4 separate regions of the Mus musculus genome follow, and all the other regions are linked to region 1. Evidence: chromatin contacts called from public HiCAR-type and HiChIP or PLAC-seq data. All regions are on one chromosome and are shown on one strand. The core of a region is the stretch at or near the end of the contact, and the rest is flanking DNA. Distances in the headings are between cores, read along the strand shown. Region 1 holds the start of Dennd1b (DENN/MADD domain containing 1B). Region 2 holds the start of Zfp281 (zinc finger protein 281). Region 3 holds the start of Platr22 (pluripotency associated transcript 22). Region 4 holds the start of Nr5a2 (nuclear receptor subfamily 5, group A, member 2).

Region 1 (2,674 bases), core at 108-2,607:
TCACTGATTTCTCCAAATATCTCACAAGAAGCATTGCAATTTTAAACTTGAACAGCACAGTCCTCATGTGACAGGCGAATCATAATTCCCATTTTACAAATGTAGGAAGCGAGAAACTGAAGTTAATATCCCACGCCAAGACAAGCTGTGACAAAAACAGTATGCTCTGACATTTTGTTTTGTTTTTCAACCACATTGGGAGCTCATTTTTTTTTTTTTTTTTTTAAAGTAAGAGGTTTGTGGCTGTGGACTATATCTTTCTATCTTGATGGAGCAACACCGTTTTTTTTTTTTTTTTTTTTTTTTTTTAGCAGGAAAGTATAAGATCAAATCTAGTCTTTATTTTCCAAGGCTCCGTGTCTGACTTTTATGTGTCGTGACTCATACCACATTCATACCATGTTGGTTTCCTCATTCTCGTACTTTCTGTGTGGATGGATACAGTCTGAAGTAACCCTTACTGCATGACAGTCACTCTAGCCTTGTCAAGGGGGAATGCTAGCTGGGAGAAAGCCTTCTCCAGTCCCTAAGGAGTCTGTGTGACTCTCCAGCCCTGGACAATGTTTTCAACGTCTACCATAAATCTTTCTAAATGTCTTCTTAGTAGATCCTGCATCTGAGACAGCAGCAGACGAGGCAGTAAGAAGCCACAGTAAGAATCAGCAGCAGCTGAGCTTGGTTAGATTCCAACTTTGCCACTGCCTACTGCTTCCTTATCTCAGATCCAGTCTCTTGCTCTGGATTAAGGTACCTACCTATAGCTCAGGTGTTGAAAACACCAAGCCAGTGTTTGTCACTGCTTACAGAAACACATCAGGTTCCACCTCCTCCATCCTTCGTGGTGCCCTCTCAGCTCCCCTAGAACGACACTCTAGGGGGCCTGCTACTGTGTGTTCAAAAGTTAAGTCCCTGGCTGTGCGTCCGGTGTCTGCGGCAGGAATGTGTTTCCCATATGTGCCGGCAACTGGAGCCTGTCCTTGAGCAGTTTGGCAGAGCTGGTTAGCAGGTGCATGAAGTCTGAACATTCCTGAATCAGGAGGGGGCGGCTCTGGGTTTCCGAGAGAGCACTACCGGGGCCACGGGCAGGAGTGAGGCGGAAGTCAGAGCATCCACTCGAGCTCCCAATTTGCAATGAATGGGAGTCGTGATGTGGGAACCCCGGGGCAGAAGTGCTTTCCCAGGCCGGGGATCGCAGGAGCCGGTGCCCAGGACAGCAGGAGGGCAGGTCCTGCCCGGAGCCCGCGCGGCCAGGTGCAGCCGCCGGGCGCGTCCCCGTGCGCCCCCTCCCCCTCCCGCCGACTTCCTGGTTCGCGGAAGGTGGCGAAGCCGCCGCCGGCCGGGTCGCGGGAACCGAGAGGCGGGGGCAGGGGCAGGGGCGGGGGCGGCGTCGCCGCGGTGCTGTCCCCGCGAGGCCGCGGAGGGCGCCGTGGGCCAGCCGCCGCTCGGAGCAGCGCGTCCCGGACGGCGTGCGGGCGTGCGGGCGCGGGGCGACGGCAGCCCCGCAGCGACATGTGACCATGGACCGCAGGACCAGGTGAGCGGCGGCGGGGCCAGGCCTCCGCGGCCCCGGGTGCGGCCTGCCCGGTACGGCCCGCTGCGCGGAGGTCGGCGCTAGGCCGCAAAGCCTGCCCGGCCGGCGACCGGTCTTCCCCGGGCCGGGTCGGCCGTGCGCCGCGGCGGGCGGGCGGGCGGGCGGACGGGCGGGCGGCTCTGCGAGCGGTGGTTAGGGAACCGCTCCCCCGGCGTTAGGATCGCCGTGGTTCCCTTTAGGGTGATTTTTCAGGGTGGCCAGGGTTGCTTTCTGATGCTTTCCCTTCGTTTAAAATGAAAGCGGTGTTTGTTTGTGCAGCCGCTGAGTGTGTGTGCTGCTTGCAGAGTGGTATATGCACTAAGGTGGCTCTTCACCATTGGCCATTTTACTTGTAGGGAGTAGGTAAAAAGCAATTTGAATAACGGTGGCGGCTCTGCTTGGAGGTGTCTTAGAGATGGGTATTTGCAGCTTTTTCTCTGGAAACTTTACTTTGGGAAGAAATCTCGTCTTCTTTGACCGCCCCCTCCTCTTCCGTTCTACCTCACTGTGTGTTAGAGCCACAGTGAAAGGCCCTGTAGATTGCAGAGAAGTATTACCGAGTCAGGATTTATTTACCTAAGACAAATTCTAAATATCTTATGAAGATAGAAATGTTACACATTTTAGAATATTTCCTTTAATATTTGACACCATAGAGGACAGGGTGATTAAAAAAAAACACACAACTTACTCTTTGGACAATTTATTGTACTATGAGGGAATTAAAAAAAAAGATAGCTGGAGCCCGGTTTATGCTCATGAAACAAGTTAATAGCGGGTGGGATGAGGAAGTGGAGAAGTGGATATTTATAAATTAATTTGTATGGGTTGTCTTTCCCTCCAGTTCTAAAGAATGTCATGTTATATATATATATATATATATATATATATATATATATATATATATATATATATATTTAAAATCAATGTTTGTTTAGAAGTGAGAGATAGCATTAATATCTTAAAGAAATTATGTATTAAACAAGCCAATGTACAAAGGCACTAGTCTTAACAGGGTAATTGAAATATACACCATCACTTTTGTGCATTGTGATGTCTTTTCCTTTAACAGTCCCCTGCCTCTCCCTCCCATTATGGTCAAAC
Region 2 (2,674 bases), core at 90-2,589, 2.3 Mb before region 1:
CTCACTGGCACTGACTAATATTTTATTACTGTCTGAAGTTTTTGAATTTTCAGTGTTCAACGCTTAGCTATACCTGGTAGTTTCAGGAAATAATTTAACTGTAGTTCCATGGGGCTAGGAAGATACAATGCCTCATGAAACTATTCATAAAATACAGTTTTAAGGTTTCTGGGCAGGCTCAGAGAGGCCTGTGTTGGTAAACAATACACCGCTATGGCTTTAATTGCAAAATTTCTCAAGGAAGTTATTACAAGAAGTCATCTCGAGAAACACTATGAGAATATGGACGTGTGATTTCTTTAAGAAAACACACTATGTAAATAACTGTTCTCCAGGTCTTTTTATTAAAAAGTCTGTGGTGTATAAATACACCTAGGAAAGTTGCTGGTTTAGATTTTTGCATGCTCGCTGTGAATGCCTTTTATACATTATTAGGCACTAAATTAATATCTATTTGGTTTTGTCGATAGAACTTTTAATTTCAAGATTTTATCTAATTTCCCCCAACTGAATAAGGAACAACTTTTCAAGTTTCTAGGTATTCTATACTGGAGGGGTTGGGAGAGTGGGGTATGTATCCTAACAGAGATTTTAAACAAGAACGATGGCCAGTATTTGAGGCTAGTTAGTATTCAACGTAATAAGCAAATTCAGACAACTGAGAAAGTACGTGGCATTTAAATACCATCTGATGATGAAGTGTGTGTGGGCGTGTTTTACAGGACAGCTGCACCTGGGATTACACGTGGTTTCCCTTTGCGTAGCCTTCAGGTAGGCTGGCACTGAGACAATTTTCTGCAGCGGTCCCTCCTCTATGGCAGTCTCAAAGGCTCCTTCAATAAAGGCAAAGACAAGCGTTATTGCTGTCTCCATTCTGAAAAGGAGTAAAAGCTATCTGTAATCAATACCGTTACGAGTTTAAAGCTTTCAGGCAGAATCACAAGTACCTTAAGGAATCCTATTCTCTGTTTGATTTTGATTCAATACTTGGATTGCAAACACTAAAGTGAACCAAATGCCAATGTTCAGTTTTCAGTGTCTCCACCTTCCCTAACCCCTTCCTCTGCAGCTCCCACGCCACGCTGCAACACGCTCTCCTGGCGTCCCCGGACTTCCCGCCCCTTGGGCTCCACCTCCGGAGCGCCTTCTCCCTAGAAACCCTCAGCCACTGTCTGCCCCTCAGCAGGGCCACCAATCACGTCCCCTCGCTGCGGAAGACCCTCCGCTGTCCGCCTCCAAGTCCCCGCCCCTCCCACCTAGCCCCCAGCAGCTCCGCCCAACCGCCCGCTTGATTGACAGGCTAGCCAGGCGGAAACTGAGGCGCAGGCGCACGGGGCTCGCCGAGCGCCCCTCTGGTCCGGTCGAGGACTTCCCGGCAGACACCGCGCCGCGGCTGCGCAGAAGCGGGGAGGCTTTTAATTCCATTGTGGAGAGGACGGCGTTATTTTTATTAACTGGAGGCGACGGCGGCTGCGGCGGCGGCGGAACCCGTAAGTGTGGCCGGCGGGCCGGGGCGGGCGCGGGAGCGGCCAAGAAGGCCGCGGGGTCGAGCGCGCCGGGCCGGAGGCGGCGGGGCTGCGGACGGGAGCCGGGCGCGGTGCGGGCTGGGCGGCGGCGCGGCGGGTCCCAAACGCTGCGGTGGTCCCGGCCCGGGGCCCGGCCCTACCGCCGTTCCCCCTCTTCCCTCCTCTCCCTCCTCTCCGCAGCCAGGCCTCCTCCGGGGTATGAAAATCGGCAGCGGGTTCCTTAGCGGCGGCGGCGGTCCCAGCAGTAGCGGTGGTAGCGGCTCCGGCGGCAGCTCCGGCAGCGCCAGCGGCGGCAGCGGCGGCGGCAGGAGAGCAGAGATGGAGCCCACCTTCCCCCAGAGTATGGTTATGTTCAACCACCGGCTTCCCCCGGTCACCAGCTTCACCCGGCCGGCGGGGACGGCCGCCCCTCCCCCGCAGTGCGTGTTATCCTCCTCTACCTCCGCAGCCCCGGCCGCTGAGCCCCCCCCTCCGCCAGCCCCGGACATGACTTTCAAGAAGGAGCCGGCGGCGTCAGCCGCGGCCTTCCCTTCGCAGAGGACCTCCTGGGGATTCTTGCAGTCCTTGGTGAGCATCAAGCAGGAGAAACCTGCGGATCCCGAGGAGCAGCCGTCCCACCACCACCATCACCACCACCACTATGGGGGGCTGTTCGCTGGGGCTGAAGAGCGATCACCAGGCCTAGGAGGAGGGGAAGGGGGGAGCCACGGCGTCATCCAAGACCTCAGTCTTCTGCACCAGCATGCCCAGCAGCAACCGGCCCAGCACCACCGCGATGTATTACTGAGCAGCGGTAGCAGGACTGATGAGCACGGCAACCAGGAGCCAAAGCAGGACGCTAACGTCAAAAAGGCAAAGAGGCCAAAGCCAGAATCTCAGGGAATCAAAGCCAAGAGGAAGCCAAGTGCATCTTCCAAACCTTTGGTTGGAGAGGGAGAAGGTGCCGTCCTGTCCCCAAGTCAGAAACCTCATATCTGTGATCACTGTAGTGCTGCTTTCAGGAGCTCCTACCACCTGCGGAGACATGTCCTCATCCACACGGGCGAAAGGCCTTTCCAGTGCAGCCAGTGTAGTATGGGTTTCATCCAGAAATACCTACTGCAGAGACACGAGAAAATTCACAGCAGAGAGAAACCCTTTGGGTGCGA
Region 3 (2,674 bases), core at 62-2,561, 2.3 Mb before region 1:
AGCACACCCCTTTTAAAACAATGTTTAACTCTGTCTCTGTGGTTAGGGAAGTGCATTCGGTGCCTGCCCTCAGCTCTCATCCTTTGGTTGCGATGGCCTTTGGTGACTGTGAGGGGAGAAAGGGAAGAGGTCCCATCCTTGGGTGCTTAGTGCAGCGGGGAGGTTTTGGAGGTAGGACCTGGCTCCTCAGACTGGGACACACCCACCTCCTACTTTGCGAGGCTTTGATCTTTGTGTCTGTGCCTCTGACCTCACTTCACATTGTAAAATGCTTCCGCAGGCGCCCTCTTCCCCTTCCAGCCCAACTTTCCATTTCCTCTGTCTTCTGTCCCAGGTGTTAAAGCTGTATTAACTAAAGATGGGCCAAGGGCACCGGAAAACCAGCTCTTGGCACTTAGGGCGTGTGCCCCAGAGCCAGCATACTTCAGGCTTTACATAGCCACTTTTTTTTTTTTTTTTTTTTTTTTTTTTTTTTTTTTTGAGACAGGGTTTGTATAGCCCTGGCTGTCCTGGAACTCTGTAGACCAGGCTGGCCTTGAACTCTGCAATCAGCCTGCCTCTGCCTCCCAAGTGCTGGGATTAAAGGCATGTGGCACCACTGCCCGGCTACGTAGCCAATTTAATCTGCTCTAGAAAAAAACCTTTCTTTCAAAAGCCAGGTACCTTTTATTCTGTTTCACAGATAGAAACCTTGAAGCTCAGAGAGGTGAAACAATTTGCCCAAGGTCTATTAAACAGAGGAGACTGGACTCTGAATTCAGACTGCAACTCCTGTTTGTAAGCTCTCAGTCATGTAGGTCAAGTGCCAGGCCAAGGAATTGGCATATTCTGTAATGCCAGGAAAGAGGTGAGTAGGAAGCGAGGCTACCTCACCCTGTCTCCCCTGGAAAACTGGTAGTGACAGACCAATGGATTTTGGATTTGAGCATTTCCCACCAAAGGACATAAATTCTAACAGGTAGGAAGTTCGGTGGTAGAGGAAAGCCAGGCATGCCTGAGGCCCAGTCCCCTCCATCAAAAACAAACGGACATCCTGACTTCTGACTACTCCTGGAGTAAGCAAGGGATAATTACCCACAATACCTGGGGCTGTGAATTCAGCAGAACTGACCAGACAGGCAAGGCCTAAGGTACAGGTGGAATGTTAATGACGATGCTAGAGAAAAGGGAGTGTCCAGTAAGTTTGGGGACCGCTGAGTGAGAGGCTTGTAAGATGTGGGCCTGGTGGATTCCTGTGCACAGCAGGGGGTTAGCCACCGCCCTGGGTCAGCAGGCACCTCTAAGGAGGAATGTTCCGAGGAATCAGTTTGGGAATGTGGCTTCAGGCCTGGCCGTTTCCTCTTTGTTTAGTTAGCGATTACCAAACACTTTTGTGTGGGTGCGGATCGGGCTACCGGACTGCCTTGAATCTCTGCTGCTTGCGCCCCGAAAAGGAAGAGGATCAGTACCACGTGACCACCGGCGGCAAGCTCCGTTAGGAAAAGATGTGAAGGTTAGTGAAACAAGATCATACTGGAGTTTTTTACAGAGCCTGGTGACTCAGGGATGGCTCGGTAAAAATACCTGTAGACTGAGGTCGTAGAAGCCGTCCTTGGTGACTAAGGTTTCACGTATCTCAGTTTGTCAAATTCTTTGTTAAGTGGTTCAAAACATTGAGAAAGACCTTAGGGCCCTAACAGAAACTTTCTTCTCAATGACACAGGAGGTCTCGGACTCTGAGTCAGTGGCCCTGGGCTCCAGAGCAAAGTAAGCATGGGAATGCATGGAATTTATTTGTAGTTTGCAGGAAATAAAGTGTTATTGTTAGGGACGTTTCCTGTCATAAACACACACACACACACACACACATATACATCAACACTTTAATTTGGCTTTAAAATAGCAACCTTAGATGTTGTTTTTGATCCAGGAACGTATGGGAAACCCCAAATTATATGTGTTTTGTGTTTTCTTTGCCTTTTTTGAATTTGTGGTGTAAGAATTCTCCATATTTCTCACAGATAGGATGTTAGATGTTTCTAGTTTCTTGGTGCTGTGCACGTAAAGATGTATGACTTCACTGTATGTGTGTGTGTAGGTGACACTGCAGTATAAATAGGGAGATTCTAGAGAGTTCTGTGATGCATTAGATATGAAAAACTAGCCTTTTGAGGCTGATGTGTAGCTCTGTGTCCCAGTACAAAAAGAGCAAAAAACTTAAAAAAATAAAACAACCTGGCGCACACCTTTAATCCCAGCACTCGGGAGGCAGAGGCAGGCGGATTTCTGAGTTCGAGGCCAGCCTGGTCTACAAAGTGAGTTCCAGGTCAGCCAGGGCTATACAGAGAAACCCTGTCTCGAAAAACTAAACAAACAAACAAACAAACAAAAAACCAACCCAAAACTAATAATAGCACTGGGACTCCCAATTAGGGAGGAAACTATTTATGTATGACATTCTCAAAAAGAAAATTTTAATTAAAAAAAAGAAAAGAGTGCTCACTTCGGCAGCACATATACTAAAATTGGAATGATACATCCTGGCCCCTGCTGCAAGGATGGCATGTAAATTTGTGAAGCGTTTCATAAATTAAAAAAAAAGAAAAGAAAAGAAAAGCAAGGTGGAGGGTGGTAAGCCTGCTTGGGGTGTGCCGGCGGGGGGGTGGGGGGTGGGGTGGGGGGCTTGGCAGAGTGC
Region 4 (2,674 bases), core at 56-2,555, 2.0 Mb before region 1:
ATGAGTCAGGAATGGTAGCTCACACCTACAGTTCTGGTATTATGGAGAGAGACAAGGAGAAAGACGACAGAGCAGGTTCCTGGCCAGCCTAGGTTATATAATGAGACCCCTTGTCTCTCAGGAAAACCAAAACCAAACTCAATCCTCACTCATCCCCAAACAACAACAAGGAACCCCAAGATGCTTCACACGGTGGCCAGGTGTGTAGCCCAGAGATTGAGTGCTTGCCTAGAAAGTGCCCAAACTCTAGGTTCCACTTGTGGGGAGGGTATGTGGTTCTTTCTGTCTTTAAAAGCAAGTCACAGTAAGTCCCCCCACCCCCAAGAATCCTTTAATAATAGGCTGACTTTGTTTTTCTTGAATGACTTTCATTTGCCAACAAACAAACAAGCAAACAAACAAAAATCTCTATAGGATCACGGTGAATGAGACATCTCATGGTCCAGTTGAGATGTCACATTGCTGGTAAGTTCCCTGTTAGTTTTATTTGATCAGTGGTTGATCAATCTTATTTGCTTGTTTCAAAATGTTCAAAACTTTACTTGGCATGGTTGATTCAAAATGATCAAAAATTGTTAAGGCTGAAATAGATGATTAACAACTGGACTTTCTGCTGGGCAGTAACAGCACACACCTTTAATCCCAGCATGGTAGACAGAGGCAGAGGCAGAGGCAGGGGCAGGGGCAGGGGCAGGGGCAGGGGCAGGGGCAGGGGCAGGGGCAGGGGCAGGGGCAGGGGCAGGGGCAGGGGCAAGTGGATCTCTGAGTCTGAGGCTAGCCTGGTTTACAGAGTGAAGTTCCAGGACAGCCAGGGCTACACAGAAACCCTGTCTCAAAACCCTAAGCTTTTTGCTAAGTGGATCTAATACAATGGCATCCCCAAACACCGGATACAATAAATGATATTCATGTGTTGAATTACTCATTTGCTTCTTTCAACTTCAAGAAAAATAAATGTGTGATATATGTGTGGGCTTATTGTATGCTTTTAATAATTACTGCAGGCAAAGTAGTACATTAAAACACAAATCCACCATTAGTAGCACAAAACAGCCAGATGTTAAGAGAGTGGCTTCCTACTTACCAATAGCTGTAAGTCCATGCTTAAGAAATTCTTGAAAATCTCCAGTATCCAAACTAGCAGACATTCTTAGCGAAATTATTGGCAGTCCTTTGGCTTACAGCAGAAATCATTGAATGTGAGAAAGATTGCAGCTTGTCATATTTTGTGACTTTGGGAAGGAAACCTCAGACTACAGTAACCCTCATTTCCTTAGTGAAAGTTAAGAAAAAGGGGGAAAAAACAGAATTCAGAAAGGCTCCAGTCCGTGTTCTCCTGGACTCTGCACTTTTTCCAGCATGTATGACCTGCTGTAAACCATGTCTCCAGTTTCATGATGGTTTCTAATCAGAAGAAAGGAAGCTTTCAATAGGCTTCAACTGGTCACATGACCCTGTGCCGGTTGATAAGAGGACCCTGTTATAAAGTGACAGCAAAAGAGATAAGAACTCTTGGCAGATAATGGCAAAGAAATGATTAACTCAGAAAAGGAGGGGTTCTTCTGCAGCCCAGAGTGTGGAAAGTTGTAAAGCCAAGGGGTCAGGAGATCATACTTAGTGGATAAAAACTCCAAACCACCTCAAGTCCACTAACTAAACTGCAGCTTGTGACATGGCCCTTTGATGTCACTGCTTCTGGCATGGGGAAGGACAGACTCTGCTCTTCTGACCTCTGCAAATACATTTTAGATGATAACATTGGCGGACATTAATTCTTTAAATGATGACTGTAGATATGATTGACACTTTGAAACCCTACAGGAGCACTTGCAAGCTCGTGGGTATTTACTTACCATTTGACCAGTTGCCTTAAAAAAAACAACCCTGTATGTTTGTTAGAAGAGGCATTAGCTTGCTTGTATATTGGTCATTGGGCTAAAGCGGTCATTTCTTTACCTCCATAAAGTAAAATACCTTGAGATAAAATTTGAGCAAAATGATACATGTATAATGCATTTTTCATATATGATTCTGTATATATAAGTGTGTATGTATTTGTGGGGGCCCCCACCTGTGTGTAGGGGGGGTAGATTGTACACTATGTGATTATGCATAAGGAGTCCAGAATACAACCTTGGGTGTTGTTTCTTTTTCTGGTTGTTTTTGGTTTTGTTTGTGTTTGTTTGTTTTCCTTGAAACAAGGGTTTCTCTATATAGCCCTGGCAATCCTGGAACTCACTCTGTAGAGCTAGGCTTGAACTCAAAGATCCCCCTGCCTCTGCCTCCAGAGTGCTGAGATTAAAGGGATTTTAAAAGATCATAGGATGTCAATTCTTGTCAGTTATTTCTTTGTTGTTATTTCTCTGAGCAATCAAACAACAGTCTGACATGCCAGAAATCTCCCTATATATAGGCTAAAGGACACAGAACTCTGCAAAACAGCTTTTTTCTTAAAAATTATTTAGGTCTCTGAAGCATCACTCTTCATATAATACATCTTCTAGAAGCTAAAATGGAGTAACTCAGGTATAGTTGAATAATGGAGTGTACAAGTTTAGCATACATAAATCCCCAGGCTCAACTAGGTATGGTGACAAACTTTGTAACTCAACACTCACAGACTGAGGCAGGAGGATGGTGCACTGAAGGCAACCCTGGGCTGTGTAGCAATAAT

The links. HiCAR-type assays count read pairs that join an accessible place to other places. HiChIP or PLAC-seq counts read pairs in DNA pulled down with a chosen protein or histone mark.
Region 2: a HiCAR-type map of astrocytes shows a contact between it and region 1, with 3 times the contacts expected there. The contact joins the promoter of Zfp281 here to the promoter of Dennd1b in region 1. A contact is called at or near these places in 1 of 39 promoter capture datasets (liver) and 1 of 115 datasets of contacts at active chromatin or transcription factors (astrocytes).
Region 3: a contact with region 1 is called in an H3K27ac HiChIP or PLAC-seq map of extraembryonic endoderm stem cells, with 5 times the contacts expected there. The contact joins the promoter of Platr22 here to the promoter of Dennd1b in region 1. A contact is called at or near these places in 1 of 39 promoter capture datasets (pre-B cells) and 1 of 115 datasets of contacts at active chromatin or transcription factors (extraembryonic endoderm stem cells).
Region 4: an H3K27ac HiChIP or PLAC-seq map of embryonic stem cells shows a contact between it and region 1, with 2.6 times the contacts expected there. The contact joins the promoter of Nr5a2 here to the promoter of Dennd1b in region 1. A contact is called at or near these places in 1 of 39 promoter capture datasets (liver) and 2 of 115 datasets of contacts at active chromatin or transcription factors (both in embryonic stem cells).

Annotation. Positions count from the first base shown.
Region 1 is chr1:138,962,352-138,965,025 of GRCm38.p6, forward strand. It overlaps Dennd1b (DENN/MADD domain containing 1B), which reads left to right and starts at 1,358. Exons shown (of 22, transcript NM_001166501.1): 1 at 1,358-1,534. The coding sequence starts at 1,518.
Region 2 is chr1:136,623,562-136,626,235 of GRCm38.p6, forward strand. Zfp281 (zinc finger protein 281) reads left to right here and starts at 1,340. Exons shown (of 2, transcript NM_177643.4): 1 at 1,340-1,490; 2 at 1,711-2,674. The coding sequence starts at 1,725.
Region 3 is chr1:136,694,900-136,697,573 of GRCm38.p6, forward strand. It overlaps Platr22 (pluripotency associated transcript 22), which reads left to right and starts at 1,312. Exons shown (of 5, transcript NR_037986.1): 1 at 1,312-1,492. It also overlaps the pseudogene Gm24086.
Region 4 is chr1:136,959,143-136,961,816 of GRCm38.p6, forward strand. It overlaps Nr5a2 (nuclear receptor subfamily 5, group A, member 2), which reads right to left and starts at 1,306. Exons shown (of 9, transcript NM_030676.3): 1 at 1,085-1,306. The coding sequence starts at 1,148.